2 separate regions of the Sus scrofa genome follow, and region 1 is linked to region 2. Evidence: chromatin contacts called from public HiChIP or PLAC-seq data. All regions are on one chromosome and are shown on one strand. Each heading gives the region's core, a stretch centred on a gene start, on an enhancer-like site or on the middle of the called end of the contact. The rest is flanking DNA. Distances are from core to core; before and after follow the strand shown. Region 1 overlaps PIK3R1 (phosphatidylinositol 3-kinase regulatory subunit alpha). Region 2 overlaps CD180 (CD180 molecule).

What was found. HiChIP or PLAC-seq counts read pairs in DNA pulled down with a chosen protein or histone mark.
Region 1: a contact with region 2 is called in an H3K27ac HiChIP or PLAC-seq map of alveolar macrophages. The contact joins two enhancer-like sites. A contact is called at or near these places in 1 of 5 promoter capture datasets (fetal liver) and 1 of 2 datasets of contacts at active chromatin or transcription factors (alveolar macrophages).

What each region holds. Positions count from the first base shown.
Region 1 is chr16:46,490,954-46,496,488 of Sscrofa11.1, forward strand. PIK3R1 (phosphatidylinositol 3-kinase regulatory subunit alpha) reads left to right here. Exons shown (of 16, transcript XM_021076847.1): 3 at 4,610-4,702; 4 at 5,144-5,218. Among named protein-coding and RNA genes, the nearest start is that of PIK3R1, 59 kb to the left of the region's middle. Within about 2 kb of position 1,973, at least 7 of the 83 cell types and tissues checked have an H3K27ac peak or open chromatin away from gene starts, as enhancers often do. A contact at or near this core is called in alveolar macrophages, where this site is marked.
Region 2 is chr16:45,579,971-45,585,556 of Sscrofa11.1, forward strand. The region is part of intron 1 of CD180 (CD180 molecule); the gene reads right to left. Among named protein-coding and RNA genes, the nearest start is that of CD180, 5.3 kb to the right of the region's middle. Within about 2 kb of position 1,616, at least 19 of the 83 cell types and tissues checked have an H3K27ac peak or open chromatin away from gene starts, as enhancers often do. A contact at or near this core is called in alveolar macrophages, where this site is marked.

The DNA of each region.
Region 1 (5,535 bases), core at 723-3,222, 910 kb after region 2:
AGCTCCTTCCATCAGTAATGAAATACTTGGCTTGGGCAGTCTCTGGAGTCCAGAATTTCAGCTTAAATTTTCCATTCATCCGTGCCAGGCAGTAACTCTAAAATATCTTTTTTTTTTTTTTTTTTTTTTTTTTAATGGAGAAGGCTCCAAAAGGTGCAGCTGTGTGCTGGTTTCATCTTGCACTTTGTAGCGGTGTTGGCACCGTTTACCGTGAGGAATGCCACTGTCTCCCACACGCCACTGGTGCCCAAGGACTGTTCAGGCCTGTCCGTGTTAGTGGTATGGGAAGGGCCTAAGTTGGGAGAGAAGGGCTCTTCTGTTCCATGTGATTGGTTGTCACCAGGGCAAGTGGGGAGGGGAGAGCGGAGTGGGGAGACCTAGTGGAAAATGCAGCTCTGATGTGTCATCAAAAATTTCTTCTGCAACCTGGGACACCTCGTTCACTGGTGTCCTTGTTAAGGACCAATTCCCCTTTTCCTTTGAAATAATACATGTCTTGGCTTCACCACCGCTTTTAGAGCCTTCTGCTCTTCTTGTCTTCTTTCTCCTTAAGCGATACAGATTTCTTCTGATGAAAAATGATTCCCCAAATGAAAAACTGATGTTGGACTGAAGTAGGGGAGTTGAAAATTCACCCAGAGTTTTAAGAGTAGACTTGGCTATCCAGACATACACACTGGCTACAGCCAGATTTAAAAAAAAAAAAAAAAATTCTTCATTCAGGTGTAAAAGTCTGTCTGGAAGGCGAAATCAAGTGAGAATTGATGTGTCAACTTGATGAGAATCATGCTCTGGTAATTTGTGTTTTGTTTGATAGTCGCCATATATAATCTCTGTATATTTAAATATGCATATTTAGTTATATCACATTTTAGTTTATTGAACTGTGTGATATGGTACTTTATCATGGACTTTTCAGAGGACAACTTGCCAAATTTGGTACTTCCTAGCAACTGTCATTTCCTGTTGGAATTTCCTAAGGTGGGATCTAACAGAAATGTAAATATTGACCTTGTATATTTGATAAAATTAAAGGAATGGTGGATTTTAGGGTTGTTGAAATAATTAGTATTTTGCTTTAGAACGGCATTTTCGACTTTCGCTGCTAATTGATCCTGGTGCCCAAAGTGGAAAATGTGAACTTTAAAGGCTTCTTGTGTAGTGCTTCCTCATTCCCTATGTTTAAACATTTTAAAGGGGAAATGGATTGAATCATAGATATTGTGCTAGAGAATAGGAAATCCTTGAATTGTTACTTTAAAAAGTCTTCTCTCTTTGTAAAATTTACCTTTTAACATTCCCATGGCAAAACTTTGATCAGGTAGGATGGATTTCTCTACTTGGGTAATATACTTTCTTCAATATTAAAAATTCAGTGATATGTTCAGTCAATATAGTACAAAAGGAGTACCTGTACTCCACACTATATGGTCTAGTTTTTTCTTATTAAAATATTCCAGGGTGCACTTTGTGAGGTGTTGTTGCAAGGACCTGGTCGCCATCACAATGCTTTTTAGAAACTTCATGTAGCATTTGAATGAGTAAAACCAGTGGTATTTTGCAGCTCAGGATATGGAAAGGTAACTACCATATTTGCCAGAGACACATTGAAAGGCTAAGGAAATAAGGTAGTGTGCCCCCCACCCCCACCTTCTTCAAGCTGAAGTGAAGAAATAAGAGCAGTAGAAACAACTTTATATGTAGTATTTGCCAACCCAGTAATAGAACAACTGTCAGATGCATATTTCAATCACTGTTAAGTGAAATCTCTAATTATCACTTAACTTCCATATTTGCCTGCAGAAATGATTGTGTTGATAAGATTCTACAAGGCGATAAACCTTGATTAAGTAATTCCATTTTCAGTTGCCAACTTTATTAAAAAAAAAAATGCCTGTGTAATTTATGAAGAACAGGAAGGAGGAACTAGGCATGTTGGTTGGACGAGTGTTGTGTGGATTTGTGGGTTCCTGTGTTTGCTGTTTAGCTTTTAGCTTTCTGGACCTTGGCATGTGCTGTGAGCTCTGTAAGTTTGAGAGGACCATGGAGAAACACTACAGTGAGCCCCCATTAGTAACATGTCCCTACCTTTATGTTTTCCTTCTGTCACCTTATGCTGCTGGGATGATATTTTGCACAGTGTAGAAAGCATTTACGGGGGAGGAGGTTTTTGTGAGCTGATCAGCTCAGGCAAAGGGAAGTAGTTGATCATTTGTCAGAGGAAATGAAATGTTGTGCTCTTTCATTTTCTAGTATTTCTTGTTTTAAATCTTAACCGTGCTTTCAATGCTCAAGACTACAAACCTTGCAAGGTATTGGTGTTTCTAGCACTTTTTCAGGTATCCTCATATTTTTATAGATTTTGGCCGAAGTTATTGCTGGATTTTTGTCAGGCAGGGGGTGAGGGTTACCCAGATGGATTTGCTTCTCCTAATAGCATGTCCTAAAATGTACTGTTAACCCAAAACAGATTGCTGGTTCCCTTCCTGGCTCTCCTGATTCAGGGAGTTTGTGGTCGTACCCAGGCATCTGTCTTCCACAGGTTCTCCCCGTGATCCATTGGTGCAGGCAGGCGGGGGAAAAACACGGGTGCGGTGATGTTCCCACTCAGCTCTCCTCATCGTGACCATCATTATGGCATCTAGCGGCATATCTGTCCTGCCTTTATGCCTTTGTAAAATGTGTTTGAGTGCTGTTGCCATGGGACAAAGTGGCCCAGGAAACTGAGTGATAACCTTTGTATGCCCTGAGTTCAGGTGCTGAAGCCCATGTCTGGTTCCTTGTTCTCGGGGACAGCTTTATCATGGGCTCTTTGTAGCACAAAGTCAACTTGGGAATCTTTTAGCTACTGTTGGCAAAATTTGCCCTGGCTCAGATTATAGGCTTCTTCAATACCGTGGTCACCAGCCAGATAGACCTATTTCACTTTAAATCAGTAAGTATTAAAAAATTCACTTCCTCCTTTGCAGTAGCTCCACTTTCAAGTGCTCAGCAGCACCTGTTGGGTGGCACAACTAATAGAACATTCCATCATCACAGCAGGTTTTATGGGAGGGTGCTGCTCTACGATTTCCTTCCGTAACATAGCTCTTCTCCTTTTATCGTGGGCAGTTAGAATGGCTAATAGAGTTAGGTGGCAAGATCACATTATAGTCTATCTCAGGGAATACTGCAACCTAAAGGGGTCTTAGAGTCTAGGGTTTGGGTTTTCAAAATGACAGAAATGAGGTTAAAATTTAACAACATAAGCTGACTTTACTCTTGTCTTGTGAATCTGTTCTTTTCCCATGCTGACTCAGTACTAGAAAGATGGGCTTCATTAGACATTTGCTTATTAACCTGGTACGTGGCTTATAATAAAGAATCACACCACTAAGATCTCATTGAGATGACGTTGTCAGTATTCAGTTTTTCTTAGATTATATAAACTATTCCTAGATAAAAGTACATACCTTTATGAACCTTAAGTGTCTAAAAGTTTATTGATGGCTGATAAACAGACTACACATGTAGCTATTTTCATTTACTCATTTACTCATATTCTGCAGTTTGAGGAATTTGACATGAGTCTATTTAGCTCCCTCTTCTGGTATATTATGAGAAAAATATTTTTACTTAAGATGGTTTCATGTATTTGTGGAGTAAAGATACAGTTACCAGTGTAAGGTTGAAGGACATTATTTGTGTCATCCAATTGGATTTTATTTCTTTTGTATCGTTGGGTAAAACATGTAGGTAAAGCATGGAAAAACAGTTTACGAAGGCATTACATTTCTTAAGATGGTAACTGACCAAAACATACGTAAGCAGATAAAGGCTTTTCTACAGCACATGCACAAGCACTCCATTGAATGTCAAGTGGCGGGGGGGTCATTTGTACTGGCTTTGTCTCTGATAGTAAGCTCACCCCCACATTTGTGGGACTTGGGGCAAGAGCACAGAAGGAGGCCCAAGTGACCCTGTGTCTAAATATTTTAAAGTTATAAATCACAATAACAGATGTTTAGTAAAATCTGTTCTGGCCCCCTACCTGGACAGTGATTTCTTCACAATGACCAGGAGGCCAGATTTGCATTTAGGTTTCTTGGGTTCTGAGTTTTGCCCTAAGAGCATGGTGATATCGAAAGTGTTGCCCGGACCCACCCCTGCCTTGGCCCTGCACCTGCACTGCCAGGGACCTTGCAAATCCAGACTCCATGCAGTCCTGAGCCCCACCCCCCTCAGCCTCCACCCACTCCCGGGGCCCAAGGGGGTTCCCCTGAAGGGCGGTCAGCCCTGGGGAGGATAGACCCTGGGGAAGAGGCCTCAGAGGCCACTGGGGCAAGGGAGCCTGGGCTTCTGGGAAGTGTTCCTAGTGTGTCCTAGGAGAGAAGCAGCAAGCCAGTCCCCTTGGCCCCCAAAACTCTTCACACTGTGGGAAGAGCCACAGCTGGAGGGTGGCCATGGAGGAGCCTTCTGAAGCACAGGGCGCTCTCTTGTTCCTGCCTGAGCTTGCCGCTGTCTCGGTAGAACATGACTTTGTGTCTTGGTGTTCTTCATTGTTGTCTGAGGCACCGGACTCCCCCAGAGTACACATAACCCATAACCGTGGGGTTCTGTTTATTTGCAGCTTCAACTCTTCCAGACCTGGCAGAGCAGTTTGCCCCTCCTGATGTCGCCCCGCCTCTTCTCATCAAGCTAGTGGAAGCCATTGAAAAGAAAGGTAATACAGCTGGTAGAGGCGATTGGTGAACGGGTTGTGGCCTGATTTCCTAGGTGTTATCCTTTGTATTTGCCTCCTGGGCATTCATTAAATGCATTCCCTGCCACCTGTGCTGGACACAAAAGCTTTGGGTTGTTGTGGCCTGGGGAGATACTCTTAGTCTGACTCATAACCCCATACTGATGTGTCATTTTACTGTACGGAAACGATTAAATTCTCCATAACTTAATAAATATAATTAACTTGCTCCTTCATGGCCAGATGATTTTGCCAAAATTATTGACATGCTAGATAAGATAAATAGGAGGAGTTGACTTCCAAGAATATTTGGTACACATCTAGAATAGATACTGGATGGAGACTGGAATGTCTTTCTGGCAGCAGGCTCCCAGGTTCTCCAGAGAGTTGTGTTTTGCATGCTCAGTCTGTTTTGTGTCCTAGGTCTGGAATGTCCAACTCTATATAGAACACAGAGCTCCAGCAGCACAGCAGAATTACGACAGCTTCTTGATTGTGGTGAGTGTCATGGGGCCAGAAATATAAATGGGAAAGGTCTTACCTTTCTGTTTCAGCTAATGCACAAAACACTTAAACTGAACCACACAACGTTCTCAGTTTGAAGGGAGCTCAAAAATCACACACACTTCCCTCTGCCCTCTTATGGCAAGAGTGCAGACCTTTGATGTTTGTCTTCTGAGTTGGTGTGTGTTTGCCCGCCTGCCTGCAGGTGTGTTGGCTATCATCACAGCCATGCACCTCTGGGTCCTGCGGAAATTGCCAGGGAGGGAAACAGCCTGAGATTTCTCTGGCTCTGCTCATCTACCATCTTTCTC
Region 2 (5,586 bases), core at 366-2,865:
GGTTCCTTGTAACTAACTGCTTTTGTAGATATTTAGAAATTATCTTAATACAATGTTAAAAAAAAAAAAAAACTGGCCAAACACACAGACCTTAGGTTATAAGGCCTTGTACTCTTGAAATATGACTCATTTTAGATCTCTGGAACTGCAGATACCAGACCCAGGATTTGGGCTCAGCCCTGCACATAAATTCAGAAACCTTCCTCATCCTGGATCCCAGGAGAGTCAAGTATGCTGACATCTGCCATTTACTGCTTCTAGATGCCCTAAATCAAGTTCTAAATCTTGGACTAACCAGGCAAAAATGGGGAGGAGTGAGAAGTCTATAGAATTGTGGGCTCGTAATTTATCTGGATGATGCCTTGGGATAAAGGATAGTGGGGCAGTTACGACAGTCTGATGGGGTATCTTTTGTATGGGGAGGTTCCTAGGAAAGGAAGAAATGATTCCTTAGTGTATACTTGGTGACATAAAAAAGGACAGACATCCCAGAACCATGGGCCATCTCAGCTCATCTCAGACTCTGTGTGAATTCATCCAACCTTTCAGGTCCTGCTTTCTCCTGGCCACATAGTGGCCTCACTAGAGGTCCCACTGAGACTGCCCGGGTCCAGCTCCATCTAAGTCTAAATCCAAAGCTTTCCTCATACTGCACACAGGTCTGCTTAGCTGGAAACAGAAGACTGCACATACCTGCCTTTGCTCTGAAGTGTGGCATTTCAGAGGTGTCACCATTTTAATTGCTTTTTGTTTTACTCCAGCCTCTGCTTACTCGGCACTTTTTATAGCTACAGTAAGTATGCTCATTTACAGGAAATCACTGGGTTTGTTCTGTATTGTGACAGGATTAAGAAAGTCGCTGATGAAAATGCCATATTTATATTTTCTTGTAATGCATTCTTTGTTTCATAAGTCCCAAGTCCTTCAGGCACTGCCACAAATCCACATGGTGACAGCAAAATGCACTTTGCTCTTAAAACATACCGGACTGACTGCTGGGGAAACCCATGCTGCTAGGCCCTTCTTTGGTGCCCATGACCACGGAAAACCTAGAGAGAAGATGTGTGGCTGCAGAGGTTCAGACTAGCTTTGAGAAGACACTCTTCTTTTCTGGTCTCTGTGGGCATAACTGATGCCATATACACATGAGGAAAGGAGTCTTTCCTCAATTCATCTCACTCTATTCTGGCCCCACAGCAAAAAGCCTGGATGTTGGCAATTCTCTCCTTCTCCAGAATATATATGTGCCTGTTGACACCCAAATTACTCCCTTAATATGCTTTACTGAGCACTCTTCTGCATCAGTGTGATCCCCAAAGTTGGAATAAAGCAGGAGCTCTCCTGAGCCGGTGGCCTGAAGGAGCACCCAGCAAATGGAAAGGAGTAGTTTGGTTTCGATTCAGGAAAAGCCTGAGAACCAGAGCACACCAAGTCCCAGGAACACTGAAAAGTCCACTGGGACCTGTGTCATAACACTTGATCATCTCGAGTTAGGTAAACTGCCATGAACTCTCTGCTCTTGATTCCTAAACAAAGAGGCAAATGACAAGAACTGCAACTCATAAGAACATCAGAAACCGTTTCACTTTTCAGAGACTGATCTGGGTTCCTCCACCTTGGATTTCATAATCATGCTCCCGTACAGTCGTTGCTTTTGGTTTCTGTATCTCTTTTGTCTCCTTTAATCTGAGATGACTCTCCAGCCTTTTATTGTCTCTCGTGACATTGATTATTATTATCATTTTTTTTAAGAATCCAGGCTTATAGTTTGCAAAATGTCCCTTGTTTGGGGTTTGTATGTTTCCTTGTGATTTGATTCAGGTTATACATTTTTCATAGAATGACATCAGTGAGATTATTTTTCTCGCTGTCAGGATTCATAGCAAAACATTGGAAGAGTGGGTTCTGAGAGTCGATAGCACAGAATTCCCGGACAGCAGAATGATAATGCAACGGAGCAGGAAAGGACAGTGTGTCGAAGAGGGTTGCTGGTTGTGTGACCACTGCCATTTTGCCCTGGGGCTGGGCCAGCTCTGGGGACCACATGTTCAGTTTCTCTTCCAGGCAGATACCACTGTCGCTTTTGCAGCATCTGCGGTTTCTCTGAGCCCCACGTGACCACTTCCTATAAACCCAAGCTTCATCACTAGATTGAGTCTGGGGTGAATTTCCAGTCACTTTCTCACTCTTCTGCTTTGGCTCATTCCAAGGCAAACAGGACCCTTCTGAACGTGAATTTATGCAGCCAGCAGGGCAGAGGCAAAGCCACATGGCATTCAGGACCACTGCCCCATGCAGGCCCATCCCTATTCCAAGTCATGGGCATTTGCACAGGGACCTGGGCCAATCACATTGTCACCAGCTCCGCCTCAGAGCTGCTCCTTTGCCCAGAGCAGGACTCCCAAGCGCTCTGTCTGTGTCTGCAATCCCTTTTCCCTCCAGGTATTCATTAGCATTTTTTCAATCAGGATCTTATTTTGCTTCTTTCTGTTGTAGCGCCAACTCCCTGCCATCCCACAGTAATTTTTCTCCTCACAAATATTGAGATCATTTTCTCATTTAGAATTCTTTGGGAGTTCCCTTCGTGGCTCAGCAGTTAACGGACCTGACTAGGATCCATGAGGATGTGGGTTTGATCCCTGGCCTTGCTCAGTGGGTTAAGGATCTGGCATTGGTGTGAGCTATGGTGTAGGCCAGCAGCTGCAGCTCTGACTCCACCCCAGCCTGGGAACTTCCATGCCGAAGGTGTGGCCCTAAAAAGTAAAAAAAAAAAAAAAAAAAAAAAAAAAAAAAAAAAAGAAAAAATTCTTTGAGTCTCATGCAAGTGCTGATTCCCACCTGTTTGGATGCCTCCTCTGCACCTGGCACATGCAACAGCCAGCTCCCCCAGGCATGAGGAGTCTGGGACACTGAACCCAAACTCTCCCTCATTTAATCACTCCTCTATCCAGAGACAGCAATTTGAGTCAAATCCAGGTTAGCAATTACTCCTTGAAAATAAAACAAAACACTCCCAAGAGGTCACGGCCCTAAAATTTGTTGTCAATCTGACTCCTCCAGGCAAAGGGCATTCCAATTATACGTGGTGCATTTTCTGTGGATCTTGAAGCAGACTGCTTAGGTTCAAATCCCAGCTCTAAACCACCAGTCTGTGTTCTCCGAGCCTCCTTTCTTGCCCATCTGTAGATTGAGGATAATAACCCCTCTCAGCAGGCCAACTCTGAGGTTTAATGGGCTAATGTACGTCAAGCACTCACAAGAGAAGTTAGCATTTCCCTGGATCATCAAAACATCATTGTCATCATCCAGAGCTCTTGTACCCATGAACTTGGAGTTCTCTTAAAGCAGAGTCTACTAAGCATTCTCCCCATACCCAGACTCGAGGAACTGTTCCTACATTGGTTTTAAGGGGACAAAATAGTCAAGAATGAGCCCATGTGAAATGACAAGGCATGCCTCTACTCCCAAGTAATTATTCAAGAATATATCTAAAATTTTACAAGAAGCCAAATCACTGAGCTGAGGTCCAGCTCTGCATTGCCTATTTGTCAGCCTCCAAAAACTTGGTAATAAGTCCAATTTGGTTACTTATGATAAACACATACATTTCTATACATATACACAGAGCATTTAATAATGGAAAATTTGGAGTTCTCATCATGGCTCAGTGGAAACAGATCTGACAAGGAACCTTGAAATTTTGCGTTTGTTCCCTGGCCTCGCTCAGTGGGTTGAGGATCAGGTGTTGCTGTGGCTGTGGCGTGGCGTAGGCTGGTGGCTTCAGCTCCAATTAGACCCCTAGCCTGGGAATCTCCATCTGCTGCGGGTGTGGCCCTCAAAAGACAAAAAGACAAAAAAAAAAAAAAAAAAAAAAAAAAAAAGGAAAATTTCATGTGGAGTATTTATAGATGTTCATTGTGGTAGTTTTAGAATATTTTAGAATTTGTCTAGGTTTGAAAAAAGTTTTATTAAAAATCCATCTTGACATCTACCTCACATTATATGCAAAAAGCAATACCAGATGGACTATTAATTTAAATGTAAAACTTAGAAATAAATACAAAATGATAAAACTTCCAGAAGAAAACAGGACATTATCTTTGTGGCCTTGGAGTACGCAAGCACAGAACAGACATACACTGAAAATAGAGGAACAATGATAAATCAAGCTATATTAAAATTAAGAACTTCTATTCATCAAAAATATTATTAAGAGAATGAAGAGACAAGCCACGAAACAGGAGAAGATATTTGCAATCTGATTAATGACTTGTTTTTAGAATACATAAAGAACTTCTACAAAACTACAATAACAACAACTACCAAAAAACAGAGAACTCAAGAGAAAATTGGCAAAAGACTTGAAAAGGCACTTGACACACACACACAAAATACACAAATGGCCAAGGAAAAATATGAAAATATGTTCAATTTAATTATTCATTAGGAAAATAGAAATTAAATCCTGGTAGAATATTCCTACCCATTCATCAGAATAGCTAATGTTCCTTTTTATTTTATTTTGTTTTTTTAATGGCCACGCCTGCAGCATATGGAAGTTTCCTGGGCTAGGGATGAATTGGAGCTGAAACTAGGCCTATGCCACAGCTCAACACTGGATCCAAGCCACATTTGCAGCCTATCCCACAGCTTGCAGCAATGCTGGATCCTTAATCCACTGAGCGAGGCCAGGGATTGAACCTTCGTCCTCACGGATGCTATATCAGGTTCTTAACCTGCTGAGCCCCAATGGGAACCCCTAGCTAATGTTATTAAACAAAAAATAGCAAATGTTAGTAATGCCGTGGGGCAGTTAGAATTCATACATTGCTGGTGAGAATAGATGGGTACCAACACTTTGAAACACTGTCAATATCTACTAAAGTTAAGCATATGTGTACCCTATGACCAAATACATCTACTACTTGGTACACACCTAATAAAGATTTGTTCATTTGTTTGGTAAAGATCTAGATAAGGATGTTAAAAGCAGCAGCATTCCTAATAGCCCCCAAATTGAAAACAGTGTGAGTGCCACTAACAGTAGAATGGATAAACAAATAGTGTTTAGTGAAAACAACAGAATACCATTCAGTGATGCAAATGAACAAATGATGGCTATACACAACATCATCAATAAATCTCACATGTTTGATACTGAGTGGAAAATGCCAGACACAAAAGAGGAGACACAGCATGATTCTATGTATATAAAATTCAAAATGAGGCAAAATCAATCTAGGGTGATAGACATTGGAGTATTGGGTGCCCTTGGGGGCTAATGACTAGGAAGAGACATGAGAGGGCTTCTGAGGTGCTGGCAGTGTTGTTTTTTGATCTGTGTGCTGCTCATTCAGTGAGAACTCACTGTGCTTTACACTTAGGATTGGTGGGCTTCTCCGTACATTATTTTACTGCAATGAAAAGTTTACTGAAATCAAAACAAGCAAGACAAAGACCTTTTTTTCAGGATATGGCCCGATAAGCACATGGTGGTCACATGATCACATATACAGTATATGATTTATTTTGCTGAAATTAGAGGGAAGAATGAATGAGGAAAGGAAAGCAAGAGGAAGGATTGGA